Linked DNA regions of Capsicum annuum: region 1 is linked to region 2. A link is a contact called in public Hi-C data. All regions are on one chromosome and are shown on one strand. The core of a region is the stretch at or near the end of the contact, and the rest is flanking DNA. Distances in the headings are between cores, read along the strand shown.

Region 1 (4,718 bases), core at 438-2,937, 93 kb after region 2:
CTTGTATCTTTTGTAATACGACTTTCAATAACAAATAAACAATACTAGATACATTTCAAGGCATTAACAGTTAGTCCCAGATACAAGTTAACACAACAAGTTTCTATAAAGTCATAACTTATATCTCTTATAATAAGACTTTCAGTAAAATTTAAACACCAATAGATACATATCAAAGTATTAACAACAACTCACATATACAAGTCAACATAACATGTATCTATATACTTAAAAACTTGTATCTTTTGTTATATTAATTTCAATATAAAAAAAATTACAAGATACATATAAAATTAGCAAAAAAGAACCAGATAAACAATAAATTTCTAAACGTATCATCCAATTCAAAATATGTATCTCAGCCTAATATTCAACAGGTCTGAAGATGCAATTACCTTAGGAAGCTTATCTGTTCAAATTTCTTCAACAATTCTTCTCTTGGCGGGAGCTTTACTTGCAGGACTGTTGGATCCTCTTTTCTTAGAACCACTTTCTTTTTTCTTGTCCTTCTTAGCATGCTTTTGCCATAATTTCTTCATAGTTTGGGAATCGTTTCTATGTTTTGATCTATTTTCACCAAAGCCATCAAATTCATAGTCAGTATTTCCAGGAACGAAGTTTACAACTTTTTAAGATTCTTTGATATTTTCTAATTGAGAAAACCCAAGACTAAAAGAAAGTCCGAAATCTCTTTTCATAATGATAATTCAAATAATGAAGCATAAAAAAAAAGTAGAATCGAAGAAATTGTTCAACCAAAACACTCAAATTTCACATAGCTTTACTTGCGCAAAATATTTTTTTTTAAAAAAAACATAAAAAAGAAATAGAATAAATTGAAGTTGATTTCATGGGGAAATTACCTTGACTGAAAGTTTTGAATTAGATGGAGAAAATGGATAGAAACCTCACCAGAAATTGCAGCGTACAAAGAGGTGATATAGATTATTTTTGGTAAAGAGCCGACTTGTTAATTATAGGTTTAACTTGTATCTCAACTTTATCAAAAATATGAAATGTTGGAATTTAAGTAATTTTTTAGAAGTGGGTATGTTGTTTATTTAGATAATTTTTTCTTTTTTTTTTAACTTCTATAACGTCGCGTCCAGATCAACTTGCACGTATCTCAATATCATATGAAATATGTGCGAGCAATTTCCCTGGGTTTAGAAGGATTAAGAAACCACCGAACATATTTTCTGTCCATTGCTGTATGAGCTGCCTCTTGTTTTCTACCTTCCATTATTCAACCAAGCACATTTCATACACCACCACATATAAGCAGTAGAGGCATGCTACGCAAATGATCTAATTGAACTTGTTCAACTCATTTAAACCTATCAGTTAAATTTGACGAGTTCCATAAGTAAATAATCTAAAGGACAACAAAGAATATCACCAGAACCACTAAATTACAACTCAGAAACATTGATGATTTATTTCCTAGCTAAATCGTTATCCTCCTATTCTAATAGCATCACCATGCTATAAATACAAGCTAACAAGCAACACTAAATTACACTACCAAACCGCCTGTATTGCACCAGCATACACCATTTTGCCCCCAACGTCAATAACATCAAACCTGAGCGCTCCCCAAAGTCCTCAAGGTACATATATATGACTAACGAAATATGAGCGCTCCAGCAAGGAGCACATGAGAGCCTACGAACCAGTTGCATAGTTTAGTTTCCAGAAGCTGGATCGTTTCTGAATTGCTGCTCTAACATTGGAGGGAGAAGAAGAGCAAGCCTGGTTTTGTATCTTGCAATCCGTCTAAGCCTTTCTTCCCTTAATCTGCAAATTTTCCAAGCACAATGAGTCAACTGTATTTATTCACCAGTGAAAAAGTTATCAACCAATTTCCAGGAAGCACATTAAATACGAACCCCCCCCCCCCCCCCCCCCCCCCTTCCGGAGACCAAGGAAAGGAAGAGAAAGACGGGAAACACCTGCTCAAAGAATGACTCTGGAATATAGTGAAGATTGAATTAACGGCTATGAATCTTATCATTGTTTGTTATCTGCTTCATCAGATCCAGCATCTAGCCGGAAAGTGAAAACCAGGTCAGTTTGTCGACCTAATCTCCTAATTTTTGGGCTGAACAGAGGTCATTATCAGAAAGAGTTGAGATGGCCAATCACCAGCCACTCTCAGTTGTGCAGCAGAAGAACCGAATGCATGGTTTCTGTTCTTCAAGCTCTTTCTTCAGGTGTCTAATTTTGCTAGCATCTCAATTTAAGGGGGCATTGCAAGTTAACCACATGATTAGCGATGGACTACTACTTTTTCCCTTTCCAATTAGGTGAAGTGTCAAATTTTTATCCATTCATCAAAGGGCTAGCGCCCAGTGAAATAGCGTTGGGATTTTGGGTAAACGAAAACACTGTTATCATCTAAGATATATATATCACTCATTCCTTTGCAGAGCTAAATTACTGATTTTCCCTGATCATAACAAATTTCAAATGCCAAAGTAAAGCTAATCAACAAAAGAAAAAGTAGAATTTGTAATATAGGACATCTGCACCTCTTTGGGCACCTTGGGAAAGGGGCCAGAAAGAGCTCCATCAACAAGGAAACAGTTATAACTTATAACCCTAATTGCAAAAAGCCAAATACCAGAAAGGTTTTTTACCGTGATCTAATCCTTTTAGCACGCTTGACATGTCTTTGCAAAAGTTCTTTCGCAGATAAATGCTCGACAGATTCCCCATCCTGCAAGTAAACAAAAAGGGAATCAGTTGTTCAATTCTATAATTGAACGCCAATTGCCATCTCTAACTACCCAACTACACATCGAACAACTGGGTACATCTCTACAGGCTGCTTTGCAATCAGAGACATGTGAATCCTAACACATAATAGCTGAACAGAAAATTAGAAATGACAAAGCTATAAGAGACATGATTAAAGCAACAGCCAAATTTTTTTTTTAATGAGCTCAAAGCCTTGAGAGCCGAAAACTTGGATCAAGTTTGATAAAATTGAACTTGCTTAACCTTAAAACGTATATAATATGTAGATACAAATAAATTAATAGGGAGACGCAATGAAATTAATATGGAACTCGTGTGGAAAAAAGTAGAATGTCTGACGCCTTAAAAATTTCAAGAGAGGAGATACAAATGTATGAGTAATTTCCGTAGATAGTCACCCATATTTTGGCAATTGCCTACAAATATCACTTTTGTTTCTTTTAGGACAAGAATATCACTCAACTATCCCTATTTTCCTCAAAAAATACATAACACTTTAAAAACCTTCTTCTCTCCTACTTGGCATGCCATGTTGTTAAAATCTTATTTTCTTAATAATAAACCTGTTTAATTTTTTAAACTCACGCCTTATAAACTACAAGAAAAATCTAAATTATGTAAAGAAAAAAAAAATTAGAATTTGTAAAAAATATTATCGGTAACCTAATTCACTACAAGCTTTTCAATCAAATTAATTCAATGAAAAACCTATAAATTTTTCTATCAAACACAATTTGAAGTAGAAAATCTAAGTTTTTTTTTCTCAAACAAAATTTGTTTAAAAAATCTAACAGGTAATTATCACCAGAAAAATTTAATTCGCATGTAGTCTAGCCTGCAAAATTTCAAGCAAGATCTTTTTGATAAAAAGATAGTAAAAAAATGAATTCTTATGGATTTTCTCCAAGTAAATTTCCTAAACAAATCAAGTAAATCCGCAAAATTAATATAGGCAAAAAACTTTAGAAAACAGAAATTTATTATTTTTAATTTAATTTTCTCATATTATTTTTTGTTTCTATTACACTATTTTATCTTATTATATAAGTAAACGCCAATTTATATCCTTTCCTCATCCTAAACCCACAAAAAGCAAGCGATAATTGGTTGGGTACTATTTTAAAGATTCATTTGTAATATTAGATCATTTTGTTCATATTTTTTAAAAAATTTAATTTGTTTCATGACTAAATTACTTTTCTTTCCTTCAAAAATAGTGCATTTAGTACATATATGAAAATCTGAAAGCCATCTTTCTATTTCTTTTACATTTTAAGTATCTTTAGTATATGAAATAAACAACCAAAAGATATTAAATTAGTACCAATTCATAATACCTTGAGTTTTAAAAATATTATTAAGTGGTGAAATAAATAAATTAGAAAAACTTTGAAAAGTATCAAATAAAATAATTCAAACCTTTAGCTTTATGTGTACACTTAGATACATCAACTACTTCATTAATGAGTAATGTGCATAGCATTACCAAAGGAATTATTTCCCAAGTAGTGTGATTATCTAATATTTTTATCATGTGATATAATAATTTTTCTCGCATCGAATAAAGAATAAATATAATTTATATTCTTTTTTTAAGAAATAAAAATAAATACAAAATTTAAAGTACATAATTAAATTCTTCCTTAATGATAAATATATCATGTGTATTTATTTTTTAAAAAAATAGGACAAAATTTAGTTAAATAAATTTGATAAATTAAATAGATCTATCTATCTATCTATCTATATAAATTTAATGATATGACATGCCAACTAGGAGAGAAGAAATGTTCTTGAAGTGTCAAGTATATTTTGAGGAAAATAAGAATAGTTGAGTGATATTTTTGTCCTAAAAGAAACAAAAGTGATATTTGTAGGTAATTTTCAAAACATGGGGGACTATCCATGGAAATTATCACAGCCTCTTGGGATCCAACGTCTCCCCCATTCCTTAATTG
Region 2 (5,113 bases), core at 408-2,907:
ATGATTTGGTAGGTAGCTATCCAGATTAGATGTTCCATCTGTACTTGGTTCCTGTCTTACATCTATGATGATGCCAAAAAGGGGAAATCTTTGTGTGGTTATGGCTGATTTTTGTGTGGCTATGGCTGATGTTTGTGTAATTTGATGTTTATTGATAGGGAGAATTAGCATGCTTATACTCTTATAGGCGTCAGTGATAGTGGGAATTGGTTAGGCAAACTGGCCGGACATGTGGTCTTGGGGCTTATATTGTGCTGCTAAGGTGTAGACTATGTTGTGTAAACGTTGATTGAAGAAGTTGAGTATGCTGAATTGCTTGTATGGATTTGCCATCATCAAAAAGGGAGAAATTGTTAAGTCTTTTGTTTTAATGATTGACAAATTCATAGTTTGGGACCTGGTCCTTGGAGTTTTGGTGATACCAAAAGCTACTACACATTAGGGAACAGGTTGAGCTCACCTGTCACTGTCAAATTCGAACTGCCACGGCTGACACATAGTACAAAAGTTATTGGAAAGCTCTTGGCACCTTTTTGCCTTAACCAATGGGATCTCTCTTAGGTTTTCTTGTGTCATAATATATATTGCTCATCTTCCTCAACAAGAAAACCAACACTTCATATACTTACAATTAAATATCTCTCTGAAGTGGTGAATCAAAGGCTACACACTGCAGTAAGAAACCGGTTGTTCATTGAGTTGTATTTTTTACTTTCTTGTTGCAGTTGAGTCTTTGTATTTTGTACTTAAACACTTGCCTACATTTGCTTATGATTGTCATTAGGTGTTGAGGTGCAAACCTTCATTTTGTAATAATCTAGAGTTAGATGATTGTTTCAAACTAGAGTTAGTTTGTATTACCAGTTAGAGTTAGCTGGAGGTGAGAAGCAGCAGAGGTACTGCTTGGGTTTCCTTGTAATGGAGTTCTTGCTAGGAAACAAAGGATTAGGAAGTTAATCTTTGGAATCTGTATTCAAGAAGTTTACTTGAGCATAGTGGACCTTAGAAATCCTGGAGGCAGGTCGTAATTTTTCTCCCTTGAGCAAAGAGTTTCCAAGTAAAAATCTTGTGTCCTTTATTTTATTGTATTTTCTGCATTTCTTATTTTATTTATCTCCTAATTCCTGCTGCGTAAGTGTATCTGGGAACAGTTTCCTGAATTGAGGAGCAATCCACCCCAAACCCTTGAAACTTCAATCGAGTAATTTAAGCTATGATTCGTTAACCTATTCTAATCCAATTTCATCCTAATGTGTACATAGTACACTTTAGTGGCTTATATAGATTAGACAATAATTCAATAATAAACCTAACATATTTTAATCAACTTAACCCATTTATTTGATACTTTAGTATATCAATAATTTAGTATATCAATAATTCAATCTCACAATCCATGACCTGCACAAATAGTATATCAATAATTCAATCTCACAATCCATGACCTGCACAAACTTTTCATTATGCATTGTCAATATTTTATTGAGTGTATAAATAAATCATTATTACAATATCATCATGTTATAATGCTTCGACTATTAATAAGTTGACTCCGCTTATCTTTAATAACAATGATATGTCGTGTATTTTCATAAAATACAGTATGAAGAGATTAATAATAAACGTAGTTCATATTTCAAAAATAATGAGATAGAAAAGTTAGTTTCGATAGGCGGCTCCTCTAGTTATCTTATTCGGACATTTCCTAGTATCCTCACAAGTCACAACATAAGTGCCCAAAATGCACTAACCAAAGTTGCTTGGAACCCATGACCCATCCAATCCAATAAACTTTTTCTTGTTTGCTTAGCGCGGCCCGGCGCTTTCTCCCCTTCTTCTTTCTTCTCCCTCGGATACTCTCGTCTTATCCCCCACCCCCCACCCCCACCCCCTTTTCCCTTTTCCTTTCTTTCACTCTCTCCCTTTCTTGTACCACTGGCGGGTATATCAAGAAAACCATGGAATTTTCTTACAGGTTCTTTTATTCAATTCTTGAATTTGGGTTCTCATTTGTTTGTTATCAGGTTTCATCTATGTTGTGATTTTGTACTTGACTTTTTTTTCTTTCTTTTTTTTTGGTGTGTGTGTGTGTTTTCTTTAGGTAATATCTAGCCAAGGAAAGGGGTTTGTTTTGTTGTTCTTGAAAAAGGGTATCTTGGAAATTGAGTAGGATTAGACTTTGATGGATGATATAGTGATGGATCTGGATTTGAACCAAGAACCTATGGACCCATCTTCTGGTTCGTCTTTAGGATTAGGGTCTTTGTTGAGTGACTTAGAAACTGCTCACAGTAGGATAGAGGAGAGGATTAGGCAACTTGAGGCTGTTACTGCTAGAGCTTTGCAGCGTCATACGTGGCGTCAGGCGCGGAGTACTTTGGTTACTGGTGATGTTTCGGGTGGCGCCGTGGTCAATGTGGATAGTGAGATGCAAGGTGAGAACGGGGTGGGGAATTCGGGTGTGGTGGAAAGGAATGTTGGGAGGGGGAAAGGATGCAAAAGGGATAGTTCCCATTTGGTGGCAAAGGCGTTAGAGATGGATTTAGTGGTTAATAAGGTGGAGGATGATGGCGGGAGTTTTTTTGACTGTAATATATGTTTGGATATGGCTAAAGAACCTGTTTTGACTTGTTGTGGCCACTTATACTGTTGGTCGTGCTTTTATCAGTTACCTTATGTTGATTCAACTACAAAGGAATGTCCTGTTTGTAAGGGAGAGGTTTCAGATGCAAATGTTACACCTGTTTATGGTAATGGAGATGGTGAAGGGGTAAAAGAGCTGGAGTCTGGTCTGAAAATACCACCAAGGCCAAAGGCACGTCGAATAGAGAGTGTTAGACAGCAGCGTGTAACTCAGGGTTTGTCTCACATCCCGGTTGCAGAAGCTCTAAGGAGAATTAGGACTAGTATTGGATTAGGGAACCACCCGCAGCAACAGGACAGTAGTGGAGTTACTTTTGCAAGCAACTCTCATGTGTTGCAAAATGCTGACACCTTAAGCAGTAGGAGACTACGTTCCCGTCTTTTTTCAAGGGTGTTGTCAGAAGGTGCTGCGTCTCTTTCATCAGAGTTAGATAATGCACAACGGATGTTTGAGGACCTTGCAGCATCACTCACTGATCGGCTTCTCCAAAGAAGTAATGCGGATGTTCTACCAGCCGTTCAGGGAGCAACAGGTGACGGTGATTCTTTCAGAAGAGATGCTGCTCTCATACAGACAAATTATCGGGCACTGGATGCAGTAGCAGGGACAGGTTCCACTGCATCTGTTCCGTCCTCTTCTCAAGCAAATGAAGTTTCTGATGCTGCTGTTCAGTTGGAAAACCTTACAACTGGTACTGGTAATCTGCCTGTGATACGATCTTCCTTGGCTTCCAGGAGAAGAAACATTTTGTCAAGGCTTTCTGATGTAGATATCCGTGAGTCTAGAAGGAGAAGATTGAATTGATGGCTTTTGAATAAGGTATAGCTTCCGAGGTCTTCTGTCTACTCAGCTATCTCTCCTTGCCAATGCTTGTCATTTTGATTCCATTGTGTTCATTGCTAAATGCTAACTGTAACGTCGCTTGGGTAGAAACAACTCTGAAATATCGACAAAGTATCTGACTCCTGTTGGAAGTGTATGTCTACATTATATTTAGCTTCTTCTAGTTTTGGCATTTTCTAGCATGAATTGTGTGGTAGGAGGCTTCCTCAACAAATAATCAACTCTTGCTGCATGTATTTGCTACTTATGTTAAGAATTAGTATGAACTGTATCGGCTTGCTATCTGCACATTTTATTGACGTTCATGATTGTACAATGGAATCCCCATGTGATAAATGTATTTTGCTTTTCTACTTTGTTTGGGAATTATCTCGTGCATTTTGACATGTATCTCATTTACAGCCTTTTTGTTGCTGTCATGTGAAATAATGTGTTTTCGGAGACGTAGAAAAAGAATAGGAGAGATGACAATTGGAAAACGAAGAGAGAGTTCTTGAGAATGTTCAATTTGGTTAATTCTCTCAAGCTTTGGGGGTTTATTATATAGTGTTCACATTGGGTCTAAATGAGGAAAAAATATATATAGAACAAAATCTCTCTAGGTCATTCATAATAATATGCACTGAACTAAACCATAGTTTCATAAAACTGATGCAATATTTACAGATCCTCTCATATCAACACATTTGTTACAAATCCTTTTGGCCAACCTCAGGTTGAATTGCACTGATCTGTATCATCAAAATTATTATAATTAATTATGGGACATTGAAAAGATTTTATAAAGATGTCGACTAGTTGGTCATTTGAGTGGTAAAATTGGTGGCAACACATCCGACTCAATTTTTGTCTAAAAAGCTGGCTACATTTATGTTAGTGTTTCGCTCTTCCGTGAAATGTAGAATTTGAAGCGATATGTAGACCTGTTTGACTATCACAAATCGTTTTCATATTCATCTTGATTACGTTTCATCTCGTGCAGAAGCTCTTAAACTATATAAGCCGCTAGAGCCACTTGATACTTTGCTTCTTCATTTTGTTTGACCATCATAATTTCTTTTGCCGATGATTTAATCATCACATCCTTTTTTCTACTTTCAAAAGAAATTAGATCAATTCCAATTAAAATACAATAACCTGAAGTTGATCATCTCTTAGAAGGAGATTTCGCTGGTTTCGCTCCAAATTACAAAACAATTCATTTATTTTCCGTCTCCTGATACAATATATTTGTTCCCAAGGCTCTTTGATCCATCTAAAACTGTGAATCATTGCAATTCACATGACTGTCACAGAGAGTTAGAAGAATTGACCAGCTATTGTGATAGAAAAAGAGATATCTAGTCGTATGATTATAGGACAAAGGAATTTGTCAACAAGAAGTCATTATTGACCCTGGTCTTTTAGAGGCTCCCTTTCTCAGCAAACGTGATTCAGGTCTATAGAATATTTGTGTGTTTACAATCCACCATACTAGTATTTTCCGGTATATCCAATGCCTAGTTCTTTTGCGATGTGGCAGTATCATGGTTAGATTGTGCCACACCTTATTACCTAGGTAGTACAATAGTTTTTCCAAGTTCTTAAGTTGAATATGTACTGCTAGATGGTAGTATAGGTAAGAAA

What was found. Hi-C and Micro-C count contacts between places; a contact is called where the count stands out from the background.
Region 1: a contact with region 2 is called in a Hi-C map of bud, with 3 times the contacts expected there. The contact joins the enhancer-like site here to the promoter of LOC107838718 in region 2. A contact is called at or near these places in 4 of 5 Hi-C or Micro-C datasets (bud, leaf, pericarp and 1 more).

The regions. Positions count from the first base shown.
Region 1 is chr1:143,571,579-143,576,296 of UCD10Xv1.1, forward strand. LOC107838731 (endochitinase A) reads right to left here. Exons shown (of 7, transcript XM_016681915.2): 6 at 2,640-2,719; 7 at 1,308-1,797. The coding sequence ends at 1,686. Among protein-coding and RNA genes, the nearest start is that of LOC124898113, 16 kb to the left of the region's middle. Within about 2 kb of position 1,688, at least 4 of the 5 cell types and tissues checked have an H3K27ac peak or open chromatin away from gene starts, as enhancers often do. A contact at or near this core is called in bud and leaf, where this site is marked.
Region 2 is chr1:143,478,623-143,483,735 of UCD10Xv1.1, forward strand. It overlaps LOC107838718, which reads left to right and starts at 1,658. Exons shown (of 2, transcript XM_016681889.2): 1 at 1,658-1,975; 2 at 2,102-3,853. The coding sequence starts at 2,183. The coding sequence ends at 3,448.